Linked DNA regions of Hordeum vulgare: region 1 is linked to region 2. Evidence: chromatin contacts called from public Hi-C data. All regions are on one chromosome and are shown on one strand. The core of a region is the stretch at or near the end of the contact, and the rest is flanking DNA. Distances in the headings are between cores, read along the strand shown.

Region 1 (4,666 bases), core at 487-2,986, 860 kb before region 2:
ATTATGGTACGACATGCAATCACAGCCAGAATTCACCTATCAAAGGCCACATCCATCCACTGACCATTGTACAAAACTCAGAGTGAAAAGATCGTAGGTGCAGTAATTCCGAATGAAATCCTATATGAGTGCCGATGCTGTTTCTTGCCTACTTTTTTTTCGAGACAAGGCTATTTCTTACCTACTATTTTTAGACAAGCTATTTCTTGTACTCCCTCCGTTTTTTCTTAGTCCGTATATAAGATCTGGTCAAAGTCAAACTTCATAAACTTTGACTAAATTTATAGAATAAAATATCAACATTTATAATATTGAATCAATATTAGTAGATGCACCATAATATTAATTTTCATAGCATATAGGTTTAGTATTATAAATGTTGATATCTTTTGATATATATTTGATCAAACTTTGTATCAGTTGACTTTGATCAAATCTTATATGCAGACTAAAAAGAAATGGTAGGAGGCATTTATCGTGAAGCTACTGGGCTGGTCCAGTGCTGCAGCTATCACTAGTGCGAGTTTTTTTTTTCTTTTATGTATCCCCCCACCCCCCTTCTAAAAATTGTGTTTTTCTTATGGGTTTTCATTGCTTTTGAGCTGTTTATTTATTTTTCTTCTTTCTTAGGTTTTCACGGGGTTTTCTTGTTTTTTTTCTTTTCCTTTCTTTAACACGTGTCTACCATTCTTTCATTACACATTGTACATTTTTTGTATACACACGTAACATTCTTTTATACATGTTGAGCATTTTTAAATTACATGATGTACATTTTTTAAAATATATGTTTTTGAACATCTTTTCTTTTACATGTTAAACATTTCTCAAATACATGTAGAACATTTTGAGTGACATGAAACATTTTTCTAACTACGCCAATATTTTTTTATTGTATACACATTTTTGAAAAATATCACAAACAAAATTTTGAAACACGTTACATTTTTTTAAAATTATGCAAACAATTTTAAAACGTCCTGGCATTTTTCGGAATGCATGCACATTTTTTATATTTCATGTTCATTTATTTGAATGGTATTAAATACATTTTTTGAATCACGCTAACTTTTTTTACATTGTATAAATATTTTTGAAAAATGTCACGAACATCTTTTCTGAAATGCTTGAACATTTTCTTTGGATGCTATCAACACTATTTTTTGAACCATGGGATGGATGTATTAAAAATTTAAGAAACATGTTTTTATGTTTTAAAAATATAAGTACAAATAATGAAAGAAAGCCCCCCTCCATGGGCCGCCCGATTTAGGGGGCGCCTAACTCCTAAGCCCCATTTTCTTGCTGCTCTAAGGCCTTCTCCACTTCTTTCTTCAACTCCTATGGTGTAGTTCCTTCTTGATACTTTTCCGATGTCTTCATCGAAGTAACCATGTGTCATTCGAATGCATAGGAAGCTCACAGAAGAGTGAAGTCACCTCGGTTTGAATGGCGCGTGCAGTAGCGAAGGACGCACAAAAGTAAAGGTAGGACGGGCTTTGATCACTCGCCACCGAAAAACGCCGTCGTGTCCATGCGCCGCCTTGCACCCAGCATGCGCTGAACAAATCAAGGTAGGGCGGCGCCAGTCCTTGCCCTATTGGGTCCTCTGCTACTGAGCGTCATCAATATCCTATTATATGACCGTAGCCTAACTTGTACTCGTTTCAGAAGACTTAACTTTTGATCTAAGTCAAACAGTGCAAAGTTTGTAGAGAAAAAACTATCAAGAAATACGATACCAAATTAATATCATTTGATATACAATAAAAATGTATATTTTTTCATATTATATCTAAGTCAGTACTGTAGTCGTTGATGATTTTTCTTACAAACTTGATCAAACTATGCTCCGTTGGATCTCAGAGGCGGAAACAGAAAATAACACAATTCCAATTCCAACGACTTTCTCATGTATTCGCATGCCTAACATACCTAACATCGTAAAGACAACTGGGCCGAAAGGCAGTCTTGACAAGGAGATTGGATTGGTGCTAGACAAGAATCGTATTCTACCTGAGCCACCCTCAGATGACAAGAATCGTATTTCCATGCCCACCACACGTCGAAAGCAGAGCAGCTGACAGGGCCTGCCACTAACTAGTGTTCTCTTGGAATAAAGGTTGCGTTGCGTTGCCCCATATCCTACCTTGGCATATTGCCAGTCTCAAGGCAGAATATGGCCCCAGGCATCATCAGCATCTCAATCTCCATGTGATAGTTCAGCTACGACGAGCTCACCTCCATCCGTGGCATGGGCAACACAGGGCCGCCGAGGATGACGTCGTGGTGCAGGCACTGCGGCGCGGGCATCGTGGCGCCGCCGGCCGGGTCGAGCTCCGGCGTCCGGTGCGCGCTCTGCCGCCGCGTGACGCGCGTCGAGCGGCACCGCAGCGTGGGCGCGCCCCCGTCGCCGCCGCGGACGGTGCGCTCTGCCAGTCGCGAGCTGCCGGCCGGCTACCCGGCAACCCGCGGCAAGAAGCGCGCCGTCCTCGTCGGCGTCAGCTACACGGGCACCGACCACGAGCTCAGGGGCACGGTGAAGGACGTCGAGTGCATGAGGACCCTCCTCCGCGACAAGTTTGGCTTCCCCGGCGACTCCATCCTCGTCCTCACCGGTACTAACTAATCCAAGAATTCATTCACGAAGTGAATAAGAGTGTCTGATCATCTGATATATGATCGATGTGTGTTTGTGCTTGTGTCAGAGGAGAGGAGCGACGAGCCGTACAGGGTGCCGACGAGGGAGAACCTGCTGCTGGCGATGCGGTGGCTGGTGGAGGGGTGCGGCGCCGGCGACTCGCTGGTGTTCCACTTCTCCGGGCACGGCGTGCAGAAGCTGGACATGAACGGCGACGAGGTGGACGGGTACAACGAGGCGCTGTGCCCGCTCGACTTCGAGGACAAGGGCAAGATCCTGGACGACGAGATCAACGAGACCATCGTCCGGCCGCTCGGCCCCGGCGTCAAGCTCCACGCCATCATCGACACCTGCCACAGCGGCACCATCCTCGACCTCAGCTACCTCTGCCGCCTCTCCAGGTACGTTGGTTTCTTTCAGGCCGTGCTTGTGTCTCATCTACGTACTCATCTTGACGACGAGTGAACCTTTGCTGTGACCCATCCCATCCAAAGGACCGGGTACTGGCAGTGGGAGAACCACGTCCGTCAGCCGGCCAAGCCGAAATGCACCAGCGGAGGCCTCGCCGTCTCCATCAGCGGCTGCAACGACGACCAGAAGTCGGCGGAGTCGAGCACCCAGGGGTTCCCCGATTCCTCTGCCATTGGCGCCATGACGGACAGCTTCATCAAGGCCGTGGAGTCCGAGCCGGGGACGACGTACGGGCGGCTGCTGGGCGCGATGAGGGCGACGATCCGGGACGGCCAGGGGGCCGGCCGCCGCCTCCTCCCCGGGCGGATCGGCTCCTTCGTTCGCAAGATGATCACCTCCGGCGGCGTGCAGGAGCCCCAGCTCTGCTCTTCCGAGATGTTCGACATCTACCGGAAGCCTTTTCTCCTGTGAAAAGCTTCACCTTACCGATGATGCTGTCGTCCTGTCCTGCACTGTACTTGCGACTTGTGAGCAAACGGAACGGGACATTTCAGTTGTACTGTACTCAGTGGAATTAAAATGAAGGTCCAAACCGAACCACATGTTTCCAGAAACAACATTTCAGTTGCTGAATCCATCAACAGTTCAGGTGTGAATTTTCATGCGGACTACTCGGCATTGAGGCGAGCTGCCTTTGCCTCATGTAATGTGCCTAGCTACTTAGGTTTATCTGTGAGGCTGACAAGGGATTTCACGATCCCAGGGCTGATCTTGTCAGCGAGTGCGCCTTTCTCCGAGATCAGAAATGACTTCTCCTTCACAAAGCTCTGCAGCTTCTTGGTGTCGAAGTCTAGGCGCTCCTGATCTGCAACATCGTGAAGAAACGCGATAAGGAATTGCATAATCAATAGTAATGGACTACGCTTGCTAACGCTGAGCTTCTGTAACAGTTACTTTAAAAGTTTGCATGCAAAGAACATGCCTCAATTATGACACAAGTACGGAATCAGATCACTATTTTTCACCAGGTAAGGAAATCATGTGGTGAAAACAAGCAATTCAACAGGCCTCTGAATATACTTGAAATAAACCCTCCTGGGTTTTGAGGCTTTGCATGCATCAAACCTACTTCGACAGGGACAAAATGCACAGAATTCATAGATCCGGATGAAGAAAAGGTACCTTCTTCCAGAATAGTGTGTGTTGCATGAAATGGAACACGGGCAAAAATATCTGATCCTGGAAACATTAGCCAGGTATGTTCTTTGGGGTCGTGGTTTCCACATGTCGAGCATATCTCCTTTACCAGCTGCTTGCCTGCGGTTCCTTCCATTTCTTTCATCACGATGTCAAAGGGAGATGGAACACTACTTTTGGTTGTCCTGGCTCTTTTCCGTAGGGCTGTCAATGCCTCCCTGTTAGCATTCCTCATCTTGTCATTTTGCACAAGCTGATGCTCACACAAGAACAAACCATAAGACATCAGCATTGCTACATGACAAAAATTAACAGAATAAATTAGTAACACCTGCATACCTCATGCCTAGCCAGAAGAAGTTGCTCTGCGTCAGTTTCAATGTCAACCAGAGCCTCTTGAAGCTGCTTCATGTTAGA
Region 2 (5,092 bases), core at 2,119-4,618:
GATGTGTCGTAGTTCGGCACTAGATCAGAATCACACCGCGATCTGAATCGCCGCGAGTACGACTCCATCAACCGCGTTCTAGTAACGCTTCCGCTTAGCGATCTTCAAAGGTATGAAGATGCACTCACCCCTCTCTCGTTGCTAGTCTCTCCATAGGAAGATCTGAATATGCGTAGGATTTTTTTTTGAATTTATGCTACGTTACCCGACAGGCACACCCTGGTGCCTAGTGGGTAGACTGGGCCTCCTCTCTGGTGGTTCTTTGCTCATGTGGATGTCTTCTTGGTAGAAAAAAATCTCCAAAAAGTTTCGTTCATTTGGACTTCGTTTGATATTGATCTGCAAAGTAAAAAACAAGCAAAAAAACAACTGGCAGTGGGCACTATGTTAATAGGTTAGTCCCAAAAAATGATATAAAGTTGATATAAAATGATTGCAAAAACATCCAAGAATGATAATATAACAACATGGAACAATCAAAAATTATAGATACATTGGAGATGTGTTAGTGGAGAAAACAAAAAATTACGCGGGGAAAATTCAGTTTGGACAGAGTTGACCGGATGTCCGGGCTATCTCGGAAATCTGAGGGGCTCGGTCGTCCGATAGTGTCCGGATTTTCGGGGTGCTCCATTGTCCGACACCCGAGGACCGGCCAGGCGGATGAACTCGAGGCAAATCTGGATGAACACTCAAAATTTTGGCAATTTGATGGGTGAAAAAGGTGGGGATGATGGGGAAAAGGTAGATCCATTTGTCCACAATGAAATCCATGGATCCAAATCAACAAAATATCTTCAAATCCAACGAATCCAAGAAATTTTGGTATGACTATTTTTCTGGGGATTTTTTGAAATTAGGTCAAATCAAAACAAAAATTGGCTAGAAAGTGGGGGATGAGACTCCAAGGTGTGAATCAACGTGGCTCATGATACCAATGATACGGGGTTCACCCGTGGTGGTTGATCTTTTCACACTTGGAGGGGGAAAAGGGAGAAAACCAAGAGAAACACACGAACTCAAGAACGATCTATAATCACACATCCACTAGATCCACTCAAACACAAGATGTACATAGATCCAAAGACAAAAAAGGATACACGTAACCGATAGTCTTCCCTACGAGATGGGCCTTGTATCCACGAGGGGATCTTCCCTACAAGAGGGGCCTTGGCATCACTATGGATCTTCTCACATGGAGGACATCTCCATGGGAGGAGGATATTATATGGAGCTAAGCTCAACAAATGTTTGTTAAATCATTAGCTAACCCAAAATGAAGATGGGGGAGGAGTATTTGTAGTACTAGGAGAAATAGAGGGGTACATGGGCTATGGCCCAAGGGCATGTCCGTAGACAGGGCTCGGACATTCGAAAGACGTCGGTCGTCCGGAGGCTCAGCAGGGCTCGGACGTGTGGCACGGTCTGGTCGTCCGAGGACTTTGGATCAGTAGCGACGTTGCCGGATTTCAGGAGCTTGTCGGATGTCCGAGGTTCGGTCATCCGGCGTGGTCCAGATTTTTGAGGTTTTGGTAATGTCTTGGCGAGGTCGGGTGTCCCGGCGGGGTCGGCTGACCGGACGCTGTGGCGTGGGGCCTGGGGAGGCTCTAGGCATCGGTCGCCTGGACGAGCTCGGACGTCCGGACGCTGGGACGGTTCGGACGTCCGACCAGGCTCGGTTGTCCGGCCGCTTGAGTGTTTACCGTCGGCTCGTCATTTTCGCGTTCCTCCGCGATTGGTCCATGGCTTCCTTTTGAGTACGCGAGTATGGGAGAGTCTGTGCTTGAGGCAGTGACCATGTCTTGAGTGGATCAAATGATAGGTGAGCAAGGAGATATGTCACCTCGATTTCAATGGCACATGTACGGGCTCCCGTCATGGGACCACTTAGGGCATCCACAACGTTTAGAGGATGGCTTGCCTCTAAGCTGGGACCCACGTTGGATTATTAGAGTCAGCTTAAGATTACGCAGTGTATGCCAAATGTTCCCTGCCTCTAAGTTGTCGGCTCCTTTCCATCCTCTTGACATGGCACATGCATGCTCTCCTTCTATGACATGTAGGGCCAATGAATTATTTCATTTCATTGAAAGAATTGGAGGCTGCCTCCAAGCGTAGCGTCGATGCTAAACAAATTTAGCTTAGAGGCTGTTCTCACAGTATATAACGTCTGCCTCTATGGCCTTAGAGGTAGCAAAACATCACACTGTGGATGCTCTGATAGCTTGAGGTGTTGGTGATGTATCCATGGAGAAGATCATGGAATGCGCTGTATGAGATTTAGTTTTGAAGATCTCGACGCGAGAAATCCAACGATAAAAATGGTTCGAGATATGGATGCATGTTAAGAGATATAAAAAATTATATAAAAAACGAATCTCCGAAAAAGAAAAACTTCCACGTTGTGACAAATGACGCACATGCAATATAACAGATGTCACAACCATAGTTGATGGGAGTGTCTTTTATAAAAAGTATCCCTTAATTAATGATTTTGCCATATATCAGGTATTTCTAACATCTGAAAAAATATCTGGTGCTACCGGAGCACCTCACATTAGGTGCTTCCGCGCGACCTCGGTCGTCAATCTGAGATCTAATGGATGTGAACCAAAGCGCCATTTCATTAATGTTTGGAAGATTTTTATAAAACATTTATGCTGAATTTATCTTTTTTGTTTCTCGATGTGTATTTTCAGTTTTGATTTGAATTTTTTAGGGATTGTATGTTCATGTGATGTGAACATTCATATTTTTTAGGATTGTACGTTCATGTGATGTGAACATTCATATTTTTTAAGAATTTTTTGAAACATTTACATGTGGATTTTTAAAATTGGAAGCACTTAATGTAAGGTGGTTTCATAGCACCAGATATTCACCCCATTGACCAAAGGGAGACATCAAAACAGGTTCAAAAACCTCTGGTAAAATTTCTCTCTTCCTTTTAATATATACTCCCTCCGTACCTAAATATAAGTTTTTTAAGATATTTCACCAGGTGTCTACATACGAAACAAAATGAGTGAATTTATACCTTAAAATATGTCTACATACATCCGTATGTAGTCCATTAATGAAACTCTTAGAAAGACTTATACTCCCTCCGTCCAGAAATACTTGTCCTAAAAATAGATATAATGGATGTATCTATAACTAAAATAAATCTAGATACATTCATATCTAGTACAAGTATTTCTGGACGAAGGGAGTATTTAGGAACAGAGGGAGTATATGACGTGGTATTTTGACACAAACTGACCTTTTCCTCCCTCTTCCATTGACGACAGCGAACGAGTCGTTATCCGTGTGTTAAAAAGGGCCGCCCTCGTGTCTCCATCCCCTCTTTCACCAACGCGGCACATAGCGTGGCGGTAGGTGCACGAGACCCGCACCGCGCTGCGTGTCCACACACACGCATACGAACAACCGGTTGGACCTCCTCCTCCTCCTCGGCTCCACTTTCCTGCCTCTCCCGGTCTCCCCCTCGTCGCCTCTTCCAGTGCTCTCTACTGCTCGCTCTCCACCCCCACCCCGCTCTCGTCCGGCGTCGTCTCCCCCTTCCACCTCCCTCGCGGTTTGCCCCGCCGGCGGCGACGCGGACCTGCTGGTGCTGGTGCTGGTGCTGGGTCGGTTTCTTCTCTTGCGGGTAAGGAACCCTATCCTGTCCTGACTGAGTGGATTATCTTGTTCGTCTTGCGGTTACCTTCTTCCCTTTGCTGCGTGGCGGCCGGCGACCGAAGCCTGAATCCCCGTCGCGGTAGGTGCCGATTTGTCTGTCTGCTGCGTGGTGGACTGGTTGGTAGGTGCCCTTGCTAATCTAGTCCATCCACCCGTACCTGGTCTGCCTGCCTTAGCCGCTTCTTCTTCTTCAGCGCGCCAGACCGATCTGAGATGGCCCCGTAGCGCGGCCGCAGCTTATTTTGTATGAATTCGTTAGATTTGTTCTACTAACGGGAGTTGGAGTGTTAGAGTTCAGAGCAAGAGGAAATAGCTCAAAATGTTATGCTCTCCTAGTCTCGTCGGAAGCCGTAGTGTTCCTGACTGAGTACCCCTCTTGGATTGACTTCTGTATGCTAATATCTGGAATTCAGACACCTGCTGCTTCTGTATGTTAATATATTTGGAATTTGAGACACCTGCTGGTCACTGCTTTCCTCTTTGCCATGAAAGAGTACTTCCAATTGCTCACAACATCTGTCCCTACCGATTAGACTCATATGCGTGTTTATGCAGAAGAAATTACATTGTGGATATAATTTTCTCTCCGATGCAGCAAGATGACCCCATCCTGACACACTTGCAGGATTTATGTGCCAAGCTGGCTACTGTTCTGTTTTATTCCTCGGATCAGACTTGTTGAACTGATTCCAGCAAGGAGGAATCTGCCAAGCAGCTTGGTGTTAAGTTTGGATCTTCCCTAAACAGCTCTAGATTAAATGGGGGAAGGTAATTGCTTTTTCAACCTTGTATCTATCTTTTGCGTTAAACTTTTGAGATTTGTTTTGCCGCTAGATCGCTTATGTTATGCAGGATCTTTTCGCGTTAAACTTTTGAGATTTGTTTTGCCGCTAGATCGCTTATGTTATGCAGGATCTTTTCGCGTTAACCTTGAGATTTGTTTTGCCGCTAGATCGCTTATGTTATGCAGGATTTTTTGAGTTAAACTTAAGATTTCCTTCGCCGCTAGATCACTTACGTTGTGCAGGAGAACAGAACCCTTAGTCTGTCATTGTAAAAGACAGTAACATCTATTACGTGATGTTGACATACGTGGTAGCATAATAGTGTATAAACATCAGTGAGATATAACATAATTAGGATTCAGAGTTTACAGTTGTTCCTCTGTTTATTAGGGCTTTAGCTTGATCATGATGTGCATTATTTTTAATTTTGTTCATACGATTACTTCTTACTCCGAATCACACTTGGCATTGCACAGCAAGCTCGGATGAACTTTGCCATTGTCAAGGGTGTCTTGGCAAGTACACCCTACTCAGAGATGAAGAGAACCCACAGCTGGCGAAGTTTGAGAGACGGCTTCCTTGCTTTGGTTGCGGAATAGGATGGTCCTCGTAAGAATCCTTTACCA

Evidence for each region. Hi-C and Micro-C count contacts between places; a contact is called where the count stands out from the background.
Region 1: a contact with region 2 is called in a Hi-C map of leaf, with 6 times the contacts expected there. The contact joins the promoter of LOC123442947 here to the promoter of LOC123442943 in region 2. A contact is called at or near these places in 3 of 6 Hi-C or Micro-C datasets (leaf and seedling).

What each region holds. Positions count from the first base shown.
Region 1 is chr3H:54,872,018-54,876,683 of MorexV3_pseudomolecules_assembly, reverse strand. LOC123442947 (metacaspase-1-like) reads left to right here and starts at 1,736. Exons shown (of 3, transcript XM_045119140.1): 1 at 1,736-2,618; 2 at 2,709-3,042; 3 at 3,136-3,649. The coding sequence starts at 2,255. The coding sequence ends at 3,523. It overlaps LOC123442948, which reads right to left. Exons shown (of 4, transcript XM_045119141.1): 2 at 4,589-4,666; 3 at 4,235-4,502; 4 at 3,601-3,917. The coding sequence ends at 3,769.
Region 2 is chr3H:54,017,970-54,023,061 of MorexV3_pseudomolecules_assembly, reverse strand. It overlaps LOC123442943 (60S ribosomal protein L18a-like protein), which reads left to right and starts at 3,368. Exons shown (of 5, transcript XM_045119137.1): 1 at 3,368-3,649; 2 at 4,307-4,449; 3 at 4,943-5,075. The coding sequence starts at 4,440.